2 separate regions of the Mus musculus genome follow, and region 2 is linked to region 1. Evidence: chromatin contacts called from public Micro-C data. All regions are on one chromosome and are shown on one strand. Each heading gives the region's core, a stretch centred on a gene start, on an enhancer-like site or on the middle of the called end of the contact. The rest is flanking DNA. Distances are from core to core; before and after follow the strand shown.

What was found. Hi-C and Micro-C count contacts between places; a contact is called where the count stands out from the background.
Region 2: a Micro-C map of the G1E-ER4 cell line shows a contact between it and region 1. The contact joins two enhancer-like sites. A contact is called at or near these places in 1 of 39 promoter capture datasets (liver), 2 of 484 Hi-C or Micro-C datasets (both in the G1E-ER4 cell line) and 4 of 115 datasets of contacts at active chromatin or transcription factors (acute myeloid leukemia, astrocytes, forebrain and 1 more).

The regions. Positions count from the first base shown.
Region 1 is chr4:139,635,961-139,643,901 of GRCm38.p6, forward strand. Aldh4a1 (aldehyde dehydrogenase 4 family, member A1) reads left to right here. Exons shown (of 15, transcript NM_175438.4): 6 at 999-1,148; 7 at 1,226-1,300; 8 at 2,415-2,602; 9 at 4,653-4,726; 10 at 6,117-6,313; 11 at 6,554-6,601; 12 at 7,430-7,582. Among named protein-coding and RNA genes, the nearest start is that of Mir7020, 4.1 kb to the right of the region's middle. Within about 2 kb of position 3,926, at least 55 of the 459 cell types and tissues checked have an H3K27ac peak or open chromatin away from gene starts, as enhancers often do. A contact at or near this core is called in the G1E-ER4 cell line and acute myeloid leukemia, where this site is marked.
Region 2 is chr4:140,583,779-140,591,719 of GRCm38.p6, forward strand. Arhgef10l (Rho guanine nucleotide exchange factor (GEF) 10-like) reads right to left here. Exons shown (of 29, transcript NM_001290803.1): 8 at 3,006-3,122; 9 at 46-154. Among named protein-coding and RNA genes, the nearest start is that of Gm42335, 17 kb to the right of the region's middle. Within about 2 kb of position 2,938, at least 15 of the 459 cell types and tissues checked have an H3K27ac peak or open chromatin away from gene starts, as enhancers often do. A contact at or near this core is called in the G1E-ER4 cell line and acute myeloid leukemia, where this site is marked.

The sequences.
Region 1 (7,941 bases), core at 2,676-5,175:
GGGCGCTCTTAAACAACCACAGAGTTGCTCCTGACCCAGGGACTGCCAGGGTCTCTGCCGGGTCCTCACCCCATTGGGCCCCTCTACCCTTCTTCTGTCTTGTTTTTCAGTACTCTTAAGTTTCCTGCGAGGCTGTTTTGCCTTTGATGGAGTGAGTTTGGGCTTAGCAGGAGTCTGTGGGGAAGCTCAGACTCCCTCTGGCTCTGCCCAGTGTCCCCTGCCTAGAGGGGACTCTGACCATCTGGCCTGGCTCTATTTTGTCCTCTAAGGGGCTTCCTGGAATTCCAGGCTCAGAAGGGCCATTCTGCCCCAGTCTGGAGCTGTGTGTGTGGTGTCAGTTATAGTTAAAGCTCAGGCCGCAGTGGGCTGTTAATTGTATATTTACTGCCCATGTGAGAGGTGTCTTGCTTGATATTCATCTTTAAGTTGTCAAATGAAAAATGGGATTTTGAGAAATGGTTTTGTAGAGTGAGCAGCACACTGCACTGAGGACGGAGTCATGGAGAGAGGTTTAGTCTGCTCCAGGAAATGCTCACCTGAATTCCTTAAGAATTAACAGCCACCAAAACCCCAGGCTGCCCACCTACTCACCCAGCTCTGTGACAAGAGCGCCCTCTGCTGCGTGGAGGTGGGATGACAGCTCCTCGCCTTCCCTTCAGAGTTGCGATTGTGATGAGACATCGTCATGTGTGGTTGTCACAGCCTTTTTGTTTGGCTTGAGATTCAAGGGATTTTAGGAAGCACCCTGAAGGTCTTAGATTCAAGGGATTTTAGGAAGCACCCTGAAGGTCTTAGTCTCCTACGCTACACACTCTAACAATATGCCAAAGAATTATGAACCGCGTACCTCTGCAAGATGGTCAGAGGTCTGAGAATCAGGTCCTTTCCCTCCTCAGTCCTGGGGCAAGGCATGGTCAGCCCATTGGAGGTTTTGTTCCCTTCTCTGAGCTGGCTCTGGCCTGTCTGGTGTCATTGAAGCTGGGCCGCCATCCTAACAGGGCAAGACCGTGATCCAAGCAGAGATCGATGCTGCAGCCGAACTCATCGACTTCTTCAGGTTCAACGCAAAGTTCGCCGTGGAACTGGAGGGGGAACAGCCCATCAGTGTGCCACCCAGCACCAACCACACGGTGTACCGGGGACTGGAGGTACTGCAGGGCAGGCAGTGAGCCACAGGGCCTCCTAGGAGCATTGAGCTTCATCTCACAAGCTCCCTCTCCCTCAGGGCTTCGTGGCGGCCATCTCTCCCTTCAACTTCACCGCGATTGGAGGCAACCTGGCAGGCGCTCCGGCCTTAATGGTGAGGACCGGGGCCAGGGGCCAGTTAGTCACACCCCGGATCTCAAACCCAGTCTGCCCATAGTTATGGGAGAAGTACAGAGAGTAGCAGCTGGGGCTGTGGATACGTTTTTGGGTTCCAGCTCTTGGTTTATCTTACAGCCTTGTCCATTTGTGGGAGACCAGGGCAGAACCCAAGCTGAGAGGCACAGTTTCCTCCTCCATTCAGCAGGAGCAATAGCATGTGTGTGCGTGTGTGTGTGTGTGTGTGTGTGTGTGTGTGTGTGTGTATCAGGGCTCACACCATCAACTCACAAAGATTGAGATATGCTAGATGCCAGGCAGATCCAGCCAAGACTGAGCCATGGATCTGACAGCTGCTGCTGCTGTTGCTGGTGACCTAGAGGACTCATATGTGTGGCAGCCATTGACACTGTGTGCTAACGATGTCAGTTAACTTGAAAAGCTATGAGAGGGGTGGCTGCCCCTGTGCCTCTTTGCCAGGTGATACCTGAGATGCCCATTAGGAACTTGTGGAGGGATAGATAGGAATTTGGAGTCTGGAGCTCTGAACTGAAAGCCACAGGTCTTCTGTCATTGTTGAGAGAAGGCACCTGTACCTGAGGGAGCTCCCAGGCTGATGTGGGGGATCCAAAAGCCTGCCAGGAAGAGAGCTGGTGTTGGTCCAGCAGCCTGGACCTTAGGCATGGCGTTTGTGCTCTCTGTGCATGCACAGGGACAGCCTCGTGCATTGTGGATCGGGCCCTCCTGGTGCCTATGAGGCTGCACGTGCTCTGACTCAGCGCACGTGCATGTAGTGTGTGCGTACTTGTCCAGCCACACCCTGGGATGTCCCAGAACACTGGGAACAGTCGTAACCTGGAATGAAGGCAAGACTCGGCCCAGGCTTGCAGGGAAAGGGGGCCCAGGCCAGAGTGAGAGGTGAAGACTGGGGTCTCCATGGCAGGGGCCTCTGGAAAACAGCACAAACAGTGCTGTGAGCTTGACAGCACAGTGAGCTTGGATAGGGTCTGAATCAGGTTCCCATAGGGGTGACCGTGCTGTGCAGCGGGATACATGCTGGCATGGTTGGTCTTTCGCCACCTTGTGAATCATGTTTGACACCTTTATGACAGGGCAACGTGGTTCTGTGGAAGCCCAGTGACACTGCCATGCTGGCTAGCTACGCCGTCTACCGCATCCTCCGGGAGGCCGGCTTGCCCCCCAACATAATCCAGTTTGTGCCAGCCGACGGGCCAACCTTCGGGGACACAGTCACCAGCTCAGAGCACCTTTGTGGCATCAATTTTACAGGCAGTGTCCCGTAAGTCCCTGAGGGGGTGGGACGGGACATGGGGTGTAGGGATATGAGCTGATGTTTGCGGCTGTGAACCCAGCGGTCACACGCTGGCCTTGCCCACTCCCTCTGTGTGAGCATGGGCGAGCCACTGTGCCGAATGAGAGTGGAGGGGTCCCTATCTTGGTGAATCTTTGAAAGGATGGAAAAGGTGAACCATTGTGTGGGCTGGAAACACAGCCCGTGGCTGAGGACAGCCTCCCACCACAGAGGGCATGAACGGGTGAGCTGGAAACAGGAGATGCTGGGCCTGCATTGTGGAGGAGGCACCCCCGTGGAAGGTTGGCTAGGCAGAGGTGAGGAGGTGGGAACAGGGTTATAGGAAGGAGGAGGATACTAAGGGGGCCTGCTGGCTAAGCCTGTGATACTTTGCAGGGCGTGTCCCCTGGGCCTGGAGGGTGGAGTCAGAGGGGCAGACCAGGCATCAGCACGCAGACTCAGCAAGTGTCTTCCAACCCCCAACCCCCAACACCCCCCACCCCCCCCCCCCCGAAGCACAGAGTTCTGTGTCAAGGCTGGAGATAAGTTAGCTATGAGGTCAAGGTCCCTGCTCGCCACCTGTCCACTCCGCCTCCCTGGGTCCCATCTTTCAGATTTGGCCCAGCAGCTCCTAGGAGTCTTCCGAATCTGCAGAGGTGTGTGTGGGCTGCACGCGGAAGGTGGTGGGAGACGCGGAAGGTTCTAGGGAATTGGTCTAAGCACTGTACTGTTTCAGGCTGGGGTTGCCCATTGGATCTAAGAGGGGCTAGCTTTGTTTTCTTGGATTCCTAAGAGCCATAGCCCGGACATGTCTAATTGGGAGTGTTTTATCTTTTAAACCTTATGTGGTGTATGTTCCGGTCCCCCTGGGCCTGCACGTCTCATTAGCTAGAGGTGGACAACACTTTGTAGCTTCCTCAGACCCTCTCCATACCTGGGTCTGTGTATCCCAGGTCTGCCCACTGTTTGCCCTCCTCTCCTGTCTGTACTCTCTCCTAGGATTCGGCTTCAAAAGGTCTGGAAGTTGGGAGCTTCAGGGATTGGGATAATAGCTATGGATCATGTAGAGATCTCAGAGCCTAGGGCATAGTACACCAAGCAGGGTGGTGAGCCAGTGGGGGTCTGCAGCCAGGGTCTGAGTCCGGGACAGTCTGGCCTCGGTAGGAAGAGGGATTGATACTGTCAGGGTATACAGGCTTGGGGGCAGTTGAGTCATGTGTAGGTCACTGACTGAGGAGCTTTCTGGTCGAGTGGGTGGAGCTGACTGGGACAGCCCCGTGTCCCATTTAGCATCTGCAGCCCTTACTGTGTGGCACCTGCAATGGCGTCTCTGCACCCTCCGTGCCTGGTTCGCCAGTGTGGGTGGTTGGTAGCTTGAGGAGTGCTGACAGGGCCTTTTCCCCAGAGGCCTGTCCTGCCAGTGCTCGGGTCTCTGCCTGTTAGCAGGCAGAGAGAGGGCCTGGCCCCCTGTTTGCTACGCTCTAGCAAGCTGCTAGGCCGAAGGTAGCAAAGTCATAAATTACCGTTAGCTGCTGTGCCGGGTGATTAGCATTTTTATTGTTTTGTGGTGTTGAGGTTGGTCACAGTGAAGCCCGGGGAGGAGGCTTGTGTCTCAGGGGCGGCAGGTCCGGGTGGCCTGAGCTGTTGGTTTGGTCTGTCAGGCCAGGCCCTGGGCCAGGATGCTCCCCATAGCCACCGAGGTGTGTGTTGCTTTTGAGCGACTGCAGTGTGCCCAGCGTGAGCCTAAGTTCGGGCTTATTCTGGAACGCCTGTGGGCCGAGCTCATTCTTCAGGTGAGGTGCAGAATTGGAGGCTTGGCGACACTTCACACAGCCCTGTGTCAGAGCCCGGGACCAGCACTATCTGTTTTCACATCTGGGCCTTCTGGGTGCCACCCCACCCCCATCACAGCTGCCAGTATCCACTTAGTTCCTCCTGGTACTACCGTGACCCCTGCACACCCGCCTTAGGCATTTCCCCCAGGTCTTTTTAGCCTCTTCCTCTCGTGGCTTCTTGACACTGTGTCTCTTGGTTCTAGCACCTTCAAACACCTGTGGAGGCAGGTGGCCCAGAACCTGGACCGGTTCCGTACCTTCCCACGCTTGGCTGGAGGTGAGCCCCGCCCCTCACACGCTTCCAGGGACCCCCCCTTCCTGAGCCATTATGAGCAACCAGGAGAAAGAGAAGGGTCACTTGGATCTTCTTGGGATCCTTTGAGCCAACAATGGGGACTTCTCTATCAGCCTGCACAGTGACACTCCTCCCCCCCCCCCCCGCCCCCGGAGCTATGTGTGAGCATGAAACACCTAATCATGCCTGTGGCGGGGACTGAAAGCTGTGTTCCTTTTTGGACCTGTGTTGGTGGCACACATGACTCAGGGCTGCTGTGTGGAAAGCACGGGTCTGAGCAGGGGAGGAAGGAGCCCATTTGTGGGTGTGGAGGGGGGACAGGAAAGGAGGAAGCTAGCTGAGAGGACAGCAGCGTGGTCTCTCATCAGCAGTGGTAACTCTCTCCCTGAGAAACCATTCTCTGATCACAAACACTTGATGCACGTTGTGAGGCAAAGCCAATGGACTCTCCTCCTCCAGGGTTTCTCAGAGCTTTTAGTACTCCATTTATATCCTCAGAGAGTATAACTGGCTATGCAGTGTTTCCCGGACTCCCTGGGCCACGGAACCCCATTTTGCACAGTCCCCGTGGGGCCAGGAGTTGTAGAACACACTTTGCTGAGACCTCAGAGAACTTCTGCCTGGGGTGCACTTGACAGTAGAAGCCGGGACTGATGATGGCTCAGCCTTCTAACCCCTAGTGTGAGGTGGGACCCATGGGAGGCCCTTCCTGAGTTAGCTGGCCTCTGATGTGTGCCTGGGTTGCCCATAGCAACTGAGCTTCTCAGTTATGGACTTATGAACTCTGCAGGGGAGGGGGCAACCTCTCCTTCATGTGGGCCATGGCCCACCCTGGAGCCAGTGGCTGCATCAAGGCTTCTCAGTGTATTCATCTTTGAGATGGGGGCAGGACAATGGAAGTGGTCCTCAAGACTTGGGCAGACTGATAGTTAGGAACAGCACCTCCAGCACCTGGCAGGTGGTGTGTGCTTTTGGCTGTCTGATGTAACTTGTTTCTGAGCCGGTAAACTGAGGCTGGAGGGTGCCATGACCTGTCTGAAGGTCATGTAAAGGAGTAGATGGGTCCGCTCCCCCGCGCCCCCCCCCCCCGTAGGTTTCAGGAAAGCCTGGCCCGCCTTTAGGAATGGGTGGGCGGGCCCTTGGGAGCTTGGCTTGTGGTGCTCTTTTGGTTTTCTCTGTGATGGGGAGTTGGTGCCTGCCGAAGCCCTGTGTTTTCCTGTTCCCTCCCCCAGCCTTGCTTCCCCAACTATGGAGTGGAGCAGGTCTGGCTTGTGGCTCCCTCTCCCTCTCTTCTGCTGAGTGTGGCGCTGCGGATGGGTGTGGGCGGTGGTCCGGGCCGCACCCAGTGATGGCCACACTCTGTGCCCTGCAGAGTGTGGCGGGAAGAATTTCCATTTTGTGCACAGCTCGGCCGACGTGGACAGCGTGGTGAGCGGGACGCTGCGCTCGGCATTCGAGTACGGCGGCCAGAAGTGCTCAGCCTGCTCGCGCCTCTACGTGCCGAAGTCGCTGTGGCCGCAGATCAAAGGGCGACTGCTGGAGGAACACAGCAGGATCAAAGTGGGGGATGTGAGTGGGGCCTTGGCTCTCACAGCAGGTGGCTGATGGGATTGGAGGTCGCTTGCTCAGCTCGCTCTCTCCAGCAATTTGAGTGCCTCCCTGCGGCTCTCTCTGGCTCTCTGAGGCTGGGTCCTTCCTTGGGGGCTCTGCGCTTGTGGGGTGGGGTGCATGTAGGAAAAAGGGTCCCTTCCTCTTTGCCCTACAGTGTCTCACTTTCTGTCTCTGTCTGTCTGTCTGTCTCTTCCTCAGCCTGCAGAGGACTTTGGGACCTTCTTCTCCGCAGTGATTGATGCCAAGGTAGGGGGTGAGATGCAGTGCTTTCTGGGGGAGGGGCACTGGGCACAGATGTGGGACAGAGTGGGACAGGCTGGTCAGTGTTGCTGGTAACTATACATGTGCCTCCCTGGCTTGGAAGAAGGCTGGATCATCCACGGCGGGAAATTGTCTGCCCATACTCAGACCAGACTCAGCAAGCCCCTAAAGTGTGCATGTGTACACACACTCGTGTACGCACACATACAGGCAGGCCCCACATGTGTACTTGAGAGCACAGCTCTGAGACCATGATGTAGATATAGCCTTGAAAACACATCTCTGTAGCCACATGCCCGGCAGGCATCCCTGCTAAGAGCGTGCTTCAATGTAAACATGTCGCTATGTATGCACCTTTCTGTGTGTCTGTCTCGGAATCTGTTGGTATGTAAGGACAACTGTGGTTTGACCCCACGTGTTCTTGCCACCCGCTACATAACACATACATATACATATACCCAGCTTCCAAAACCACAGCATACTCACTCATACACACACGCCGTAGACATATGCAGCATACACATATCACACATGCACTTAGGTAAACACCACACACACACTACATCGACACAACCACATACCGCACATGCATTCAGACAGGGACACATGTTATAATACATACACACACATACTCAATGTGGACTCTTCTCTGTGTCCCTACCATGGCTTAGCCAGGCTTTCAGTGTCTCCAACCCTGTTCCCCCTCACCTTTAGGCAGAGGTATTTTGGGGTGAATACTGGGCGGGGTGGGGCGGGGTGGGGCGGGGCAGGCAGGGAGTGGCTCTCTCTGATGCTCCCACTCACCCACCCTAGGCCTTTGCTCGCATTAAGAAGTGGTTGGAGCATGCACGTTCCTCGCCCAGCCTCAGCATCCTGGCAGGGGGCCAGTGTAACGAGTCAGTGGGTTACTACGTGGAACCATGTATCATTGAGAGCAAGGACCCACAGGAACCCATCATGAAGGAGGTGACTGCTTCGGGCTGTCCTCGGGCATGGCGTCATGCTGTTTTCCGATGCCGCCTGGTTTCATGGCTGACAGAAATGGCTCACAGCCGGAGGGAGCTCAGGAGTTCAGACCTGTCCAAGACTCGTCCCTGTCCCTGTCGCTGTCAGTGCTGGCTGTGGCCTAGCACGCCATTGCCACAGCTGCTGCAGTCCCTGTGGGCTTGCTGGCTCCCTGTGGTGTGGCCATGGCTGATGCCTGAGATGGGATTGGGGTGCAGGGCCAGAGAGAGCACACCCTTAGTGGGAGAGGAGCCCCCAGGAGGGAGGATGCCTTAGCACGTGCTGTGCTAAGCCTCCTGCGCTCCCCAGGGCCTGGCTGC
Region 2 (7,941 bases), core at 1,688-4,187, 950 kb after region 1:
GCACGCCCCACCCCCAGCACGCTGCTGAGCAAAGCCCCTGCTCACCGAGGACATCTTTCCTATGCAGAAAGGAGACTTTTCGCATGACGGCCATCCGGGTCTTCTCCAGCCCATCCCTGGTCCCGCTCTTGGCGGCCTTCATGAGCTGGGTCATCTGGGTAAAGGCAGAGGGGGCTCGTCAGAGACTGAGGGGAACCGGCACGCCTGCCTCCAAGGGACCTCAGCCCAGACATCAGAGCCAGCCAGCCCTCTTCCATCCCTCACCCGATGGGTGAGCAGCAAGACCAGGAGAGTCAGGGAGGGAGATTTACCCATGCCCCAGGGTCCCCCAGAGGACAGGAAAGAGCATATAACCTCTTTCCTCCACTTAAAGAGGTGGTTGGATGGCGAAAGGGCCAGGTCTGAGTTCAAATCCCGGCTCTGACACTCGTCAGCAAATGGACAGGTCACTCCATCTCTCTGAACCTCAGACTGAAGAGCCCAAGCTACCCTCCCAGGTTGGGCAGAAAACGAACAGGCCAGGCAGATCTAGGAAGATCACTGAGGCAACCTGCTCCCCAAGCTCTGTCCCATTGATTCATCTGCTGAGACAGATAAGAAGCCCCACCCCTCTTTCCCAACAGCCGGGTTCCATTCTGAGCCTCTGCCCACAGGGAGGGAACACTGAGGCCCCAAGATGCAGAAGCCACACCCTGGTGCTGCCAATAAAGCCAGCCAAGCGGGCCTTGAGGCAAAAGGAGGGTGATCAGAGTGGGAAGCAGATACCCGGACCTGACAGGAAACATCTGCCCCTTTGCCCTGTTCCTACCCCAGCACCAGCAGCATTAGCTACCATGATGTTCCTCAAGGGTGACCCCCGTCCAATACAAGGGCCATGTGTGGACTAGTGGGCACTCTGGCTGTGCCTGCCGTGTGACTAAGAATTAGAGATTGTGATTTCGTGTCACTGTTAATGGGAAGAGCCCCACAGCCACGGCGTGGATGTTCCAGGAAACCCCCTCCTTCCTCAGACTCTGATAAAGGTGAGGATGCAGATCTGGGAGACAGGGTCCTCCTGGGTTCAGGGCTCTCACTTTTACCTCTGACAGCTCTTTGGCTCCCAGCTGAAGGGAGCTACACACTTCTCTTCATGGGGGTCTGAGTGAGGATGGACCCAGAGCCTGAGGGTACTGAGAGTCTTGGGGAGGGGATACTGAGAGTCTGGAGGTACTGAGAGCTTGTGGGTACTGACAGCCTAGGGGTTCTAAGAGCCTAGGAGAAGCTGGGAGAGCCTAGAGGTACTGAGAGCCTTGGGGGGCTGAGAGCCTGGGGGACTGAGACCCTAGGGACTGAGAAACTGGTGGGGACCTAAGAGCCTGGGGGTTACTGAAAGCCTGGGGGGGATGAGAGCCTAGAGGATCTGAGAACTTGGGGACATTGAGAGCCTAAGGAGAGGAGGGAGCTGAGAGCCTGGGGGAGGCTTGCTGAGAGGGGGGTGGGAGGGGCTGAGACTGGAGAACCAACACAGGGTAGTGGCTTTTTAGGAACAAGACAGGTTTTCAGGAAACAGGAGAAAAGGGAAGCGGGTCCCCACCCCTCCCTGTATCCACAGTCATGATTCTTGGTCTCTTGGGAAGAAGGATCATAAGTACCTAAACCCAAAATCTAAAGGAGGAACAGACATCAACCCCAGAAACTGCCTCTCTTCTGAGACAGTGGACTATGGTGGTTATATCCCTAGATGGAGCCATCAATGGGTCTAACCTCAGAATCGTTCAAGGGGCCTTCGGGAGTCACCAGAGCCCTTCCTTCCGCTTGGCATCTTAGAGCACAGCAGGTGAACACCCCAGAAGGCTCCCCAGGCCTGGCATGTGCGCCCTTCCACACCGTGCAAGCCTCCATGGGCTCCTGCCTTCCTCTCCTTGCTCCCTTCATCGGTCGCAACCTCCAGCGATGTCTGCTGGGGTCCCTCCCTGTCCTGTTGCTGGCCCTGGTTCCTATGCAGGCAGAACTGTATGACTGACAGCATCAGAGCCCAGCATGCCCAGACAGAGCCCAACACTGCTGCTGACTGCTGGAGTGACCACCAACCACTGCCTACTTTCCTTAACGCTAAATCACAGTGGAAAGGCAGGCATCGCTGGGTGCCCCGGGGACAGTAACGGTGGCCACCATCACTAAGCTCATAGAGCCAAACGTCACCAAGTACCTTACGGGCTTCACATTCAGTCCCAGCATCCACCCTGGGGTTGCTGCTACTGAGGGCAGAGAAATGCGGACCCAGAGGGGTCTGCTGCCCAGGGTCATTCAGAGAGGAGGTAGTGAGGCTGGGACTGAACCCGGGTCCATAGGGCTCCATGGCTCATGTTGTGTGGTGCACAGTTAAGGCTAGCTACTGCTGTCAGCAGCGTTACCCAGAAGCCTAGTCCTACTATGTAGCCCACACTGGTCTTGAATTCCCAATCCTCCTGCCTTAGCCTCCCAAGTTAGAATTACAGGTGTGTGGCTACCTGGTTCTGGCTAGGAACCTGAATTAAAAAGAGAGAGAGGGCTGGCGCGATGGCTCAGCAGGTAAGAGCACTGACTGCTCTTCCAAAGGTCCTGAGTTCAAATCCCAGCAACCACATGGTGGCTCACAACCACCTGTAATGAGATCTGATGCCCTTTTCTGGTGTCTGAAGACAGCTACAGTGTACTTATGTATAATAATAAATAAATCTTAAAAAAAGAGAGAGAGAGAGAGAGAACCCCAGGTCATTCTCAAGGGGTTAAGTGCAATGCCACCAGGCATTCTTGGGGCTCATTGGCACCCTTGTGGCAGGTGTAAGGCAGGGCGGGGGGGGGGCATGTCTAGGCAAAAATGAGGAAGTGGAAGGAACAGTTGGCTCATGGCTCCGCCCTCCTGCAGTGCAGATGTGAAGGACAACCAGGTGACAGACTCCCCAGGCTCACCCCCCACTCCTCTGTGGGCCAGCAGAACGCCCCACCCCCACCCCTGGGGCCAGGAGCAAGGGATGTGACAGTACCTTACAATCGCACTTGAGCTTCAGCTCCTGCATGTCTCTACCCCCAACTCTCAAAGCCAAGATGTCTCTCTTAGTCCTGACGTATCTCTCCTTTAGCCTAGTCAGGTCTGGAGAAAGCTGGGGCCCCAAGCGGCCAGGCAGAAGGAGAGCAGGCGAGAAGAGCAGGCGGGACAGCGAGGACACAAAACACAGACAACAGGGGAAAAGGAGACTCAGGTCACATGGCAGACGGACAATCGGGGCAGGCGGACAGGATAGCAGTCTGGGTGCGTCCAGCTGGAATCTGCACCTACGGCTTTCAGCTCAGCATGCCAGGCAGCTGAAACTGGGTCTCTACTGCAGGGAATCCCAGCTGCTGGGCAGCAGAGTGGACAGGGAAGTGAGCCCAGATGTCCCTCTCATGGAGAAAGGGAAACAATCCTTAGATACCCCAGGCCTGACGATGGGGCTTACAGCATAAGAGGTTGTGAGATGGATGGCTGACAGGGGGTAGGTGGGTTGAGTGACAGGGTAGGGACAATGAACAGTTATGTGGGCAAATGCCTAGAGAAAGGGACACGTGGTTAGAGGATGGCTGGACTGATGAGTGGACGGCATAGAGAGATGGATATGTACAAGGATGGACAGATGGACAGGTGGGTGGGTGGATAGGTGGGTGGATGGGTAGGTGGGTGGGTGGATGGATGGATGGGTGGGTGAGTGGATGGGTGAGTGGGTGGATGGGTGGATGTGTGGATGGATGGGTGGGTGGGTGGATGGGTAGATGGGTGGGTGAGTGGGTGGATGGATGGGTGAGTGGGTGGATGGATGGGTGAGTAGGTGGGTGGATGGATGGGTGAGTGGGTGGATGGATGGGTGAGTGGGTGGATGGATGGGTGAGTGGGTGGGTAGATGGATGGATGGATGGATGGATGGATGGATGGGTGGATGGATGGATGGATGGATGGATGGATGGATGGATGGATGGATGGATGGATGGATGGGTGGGTGGGTGGGAGGGTGGATAGATGTATGATAGGTGAATGAACAAATAAACAAACAATTGTCTACATTTGGATGGGTAGCTCCAGCTGGGCAAATGGATGATGGACAGACAGCAGGATGTCCAGAGGCAGTGCTGAGCTAGTAAATACTTACCAACTGGTTCTTGGGGATACAAGCCCTGAGTCTTGGTGTCTCCGCAGTGTGCAAACCCTCACCCTGGCCAGCCAGGTGCTATCAAAGTAACACCATTGAACATGGACTTATAATGCAGACAAGCTAGCCCAAGCTGACCCTGGCATTCCCTGGAGGAAATGGTGAGTGAATCGAGGTTGTAGGGGATGGGGGGAGAAGGGAAGTGACAGAAGGAAAGAAAGGAGGGATGGGCTACAACATGGAAGCATGAACAGTGGGTAACTGGCTCACATGCTATCTGGAGAACGCTAGACAGAGAAGCAGACATTTATGCATGATTGAGATGCATACGTGTCTCCGCGTGTCCCATGTAGAGCCTGGAGCTTAGTAATGATTCAATGCTGGGAGCCATAGCATACCATCTATTACTACAGCCTCTGGGTTTATTAAATGGATGGATGGATGGATCAATGGATGGAGGAGGGATGACTGATGGCAGACGGACAGAGGGATAATGTCTTCTTACCCTTATATAAAGCCGAATCCTGGCCTTGCCAGTCACTGGCTGTTGTGTGACCATGTCACCTCCTCACCTCTCTGAGCTTCACTCATATAAATGAAACTGTTCCTGTCAGCAGCACTGCCCGCTTACCCCCAGCACACTAGGCAGGATGGGCTCTACCCTAAGCCCTGCTCAGCTATAGAGAGAAGCCATCAAGTCCCTTGGCCTCTGGCTCCTTACCTCTCTAAGGGTCAAAAGAATAGGGATGCATTAGAGCCAGGGTCACAGGCTGAGCTGAACAGAATGGGACCTGAAGTCATCGTGGGTGTTTCAGTAATGAGCCCACCCTTCCCAGACTGCCCTGGGTGGGTCACAACAATTGCTTATAAAGAGGTCACAGGCAGAGAGAAAGGGGGTCTCACACCCAGCCAACATCTGTTGACCATGGTGGCCAATAAAACAGACACTTGGGGACCAACAAAGCTCAAGGCAGATGCTCACATCTGAGACAGTAACTTCTAAGGTCCCTTTAGAGACCCTTCGATCAATTTTTGGGAGCTACAGTTGATCGGCCCGGGCATTTTGAGGTAGGGACTCCACTAGCTAGCTTGGAGCTGGGGTTCTAGTCAGAATCCACGAACAGCATACAATGCTTCCTCAGATGCCTGCCACCCAAAGCCTTGCAGCACACACGGCACACGCAGCACACAGATGCAAGCAACAGTGGCCCCGAATCACACAGTGGCTGCAATGCCAGGCAGAGAGCGGGGACCCCAGCAGCTCTGGAGAGGAAAGTCTTACAGGCAGTGCTTAGCAGCATCCCTCGGCAGAGAGGGCAGAGAGGAAAAGCCACACCCGCCTTCCCATCTGCCTGAGAACCAGCCATTAGAGCCATTAGGGAGCACACCGGCCTTAGCAGATGCATAGAGAAAAGACCCTCCTGTTAAAACCCCCTAGACCTGAATTGGGGGACGAAGAGTGCAAAACCCCATCCAACCCTAGCCCAAAGTCCCTTAAGAGGCACAAGTTCCCAATAAGCCAGAGATCTAGCACTCCTTAGGGCTCTGTGGGCCACTTGTAGCCCCTGATGTCAGAGAGTTAAAAGGCAAACTCTGATTTGAGAGTCCCTGGGAGGAAAGTCCCTGGTATCTGTGATGTCAACCAGCTCTCAAAGACTAAAGCTGCTGTTGGGTGGCACAAGTCTGCCATCTCCACCTCCTGCAGGTCCCTCTCAGGTCCCCAGCAAGAAGGTGGGAGGGAGCTAGGCATAGTGGTGCCCACACCTTTAATTCCTGCACTAGGAACTTTGTGTTCAAGGCCAGGCTAGTCTACATAGAGAAATCTTGTCTCAAAAAAACAAAGAAGAGGAAAGGGGGCAGGGGAGGAGGGGGGACGGCCCTGGGTGATGAGGAAGGACCATAACATGCCTAAGGCATCGATTCTCCATGTCACCATCTGGAGCAGCAGAGTCTGACACACCCTAATCTCCATGGAGAAGTGACTTAGGGCGTTGGGGAGTCTGTGGTGTATCACCTCCTCTCTAAGGGGGCATAGAATACCCCCTCCGAAGACAGGAAACCGTCACAGGCCTGCATGGGCTGTCTCTCCAGCCTGCAGGCACCAGGAAATCTTCTTAGGCTTCAAGAATCCTGCCCCAACTCTGACCTGGCTTTGTAAGTCCTCAGGTTTGTCCCATTGGTCCCCAACAGGTACCAGGCACTCATAGAAACAAAAAAGGTTTCTCTTTCTCTCTCCCTCCCCCTCTCCCTCTCTTTCTCTTTACAAAGATAGGGTCTCGTGGAGCCCATGCTGACCTCAGGCTTCTAAGCAGCAGATAGCAGTCTTGAACTTCTGACCCTCTTGCCTTCACCAGCCCAGCGCTGGCATTAGAGCTGCGCACCGCCAGACTTGGTTTACGAGGTGCTAAGGATCAGAGCCTCACGCACTCTGGGTAAGCACTCTACCAACTGAGCCACATCCGGAGTCCTTCTCATCAATCTTAAACTGTATCATACCCAGTATCTCCTCCTAGACCATAAAGGTTCACCTGGGTCAGGTCTTCCTGGTCTCTTAGTATCCTTCCTATGACCTATGACAACGCTCAACAGGGTCTGAAGAAGTCTGCTTTATAGGGCTGGAGAGATGGCTCAGTGGTTAAGAGCACTGACTACTCTTCCAGAGGTCCTGAGTTCAATTCCCAGCAACCACATGGTGGCTCACAACCATCTGTAATGGGATCTGACGCCCTCTTCTGGTGTGTGTCTTAAGACTGCTGCAGTGTACTTATTTATAATAATAAATAAATCTTTGGGCCGGAGTGAGCAGAGACTGAGCAAGCGGGCTTAACCGGACCAACGGGAGCGAACAGAGATCCTAAATTCAATTTCCAACAGCCACATGAAGGCTCACAACCATCTCAATGTACTTGTATACATAAAATAAATCTTTAAAAAGAGAGAGATTGACATTTAAAGGGTGATTAAACTATTTTTTAAAAAAAGAATTCTGCATTATGGTTGGCGAGCATTAAGGTCCTTCCTGTGACCTATCCTGAGAAGTCCTGGGTCCAGGCAGTTGGGCTTGGTCACCACAAAGCTGAGTGAAGGCTTTCTGAACTATACTAGCTAGCACACCTCTCCCAGGGGGCTCCTGAGACCTAGGAACAGGCAGGAATACTGTAAGCCTTACCAGGTAGTCCATGGGTGCAGCTGGAGCTAGTCACTAACCCCAGCCAGCTTGTGCCCCACCCCACCCCCATATCTAAAGGGAGCCAGCCGGTCACCTCTGGTCAAGCAGGACCCTTCAGCTTTGCCTACAGAATCTCAGACTCCGCATGGAACGCGAGAGGAGCAGGGACGGAGCAGGAGAAGGAGAACCAGATCTCCAGCCCAGAGGCTCCTCGTGTAACACACGGGAGAAAGGAGGCTGCGTGAGGTAGAGACAGCTGGAAAGCACACGCCTGGCCAGAGCAGCTCTGATGCGGCCATCGCTCACACACCACCATCACCTGTCCACTCCCAGGGCAAATGGCACTGTGTGGGTCTAAGGATGTACCTGGCAGGGCAGGAGAGCTATGTTGAATGAGCCCAGGATCCACTGTACCCATTTAGCTGGGTTAAGAAGAAATCTAAAAACCGGCCTGAGCCCATGAACATCATGAGCACTTGACCTAGTCTGTACAGAAATGCAGGGGGCAGGGGGAGCGCCTGTCTCCAGTCCAGGTCCTCTGTGGCCAAACAGCGGATCCCAGGTCACTTCCTAGCTCAGGATAACCCAATGATCTTACTGATCATGCATTCGCTCGCTATTACTGGAAAT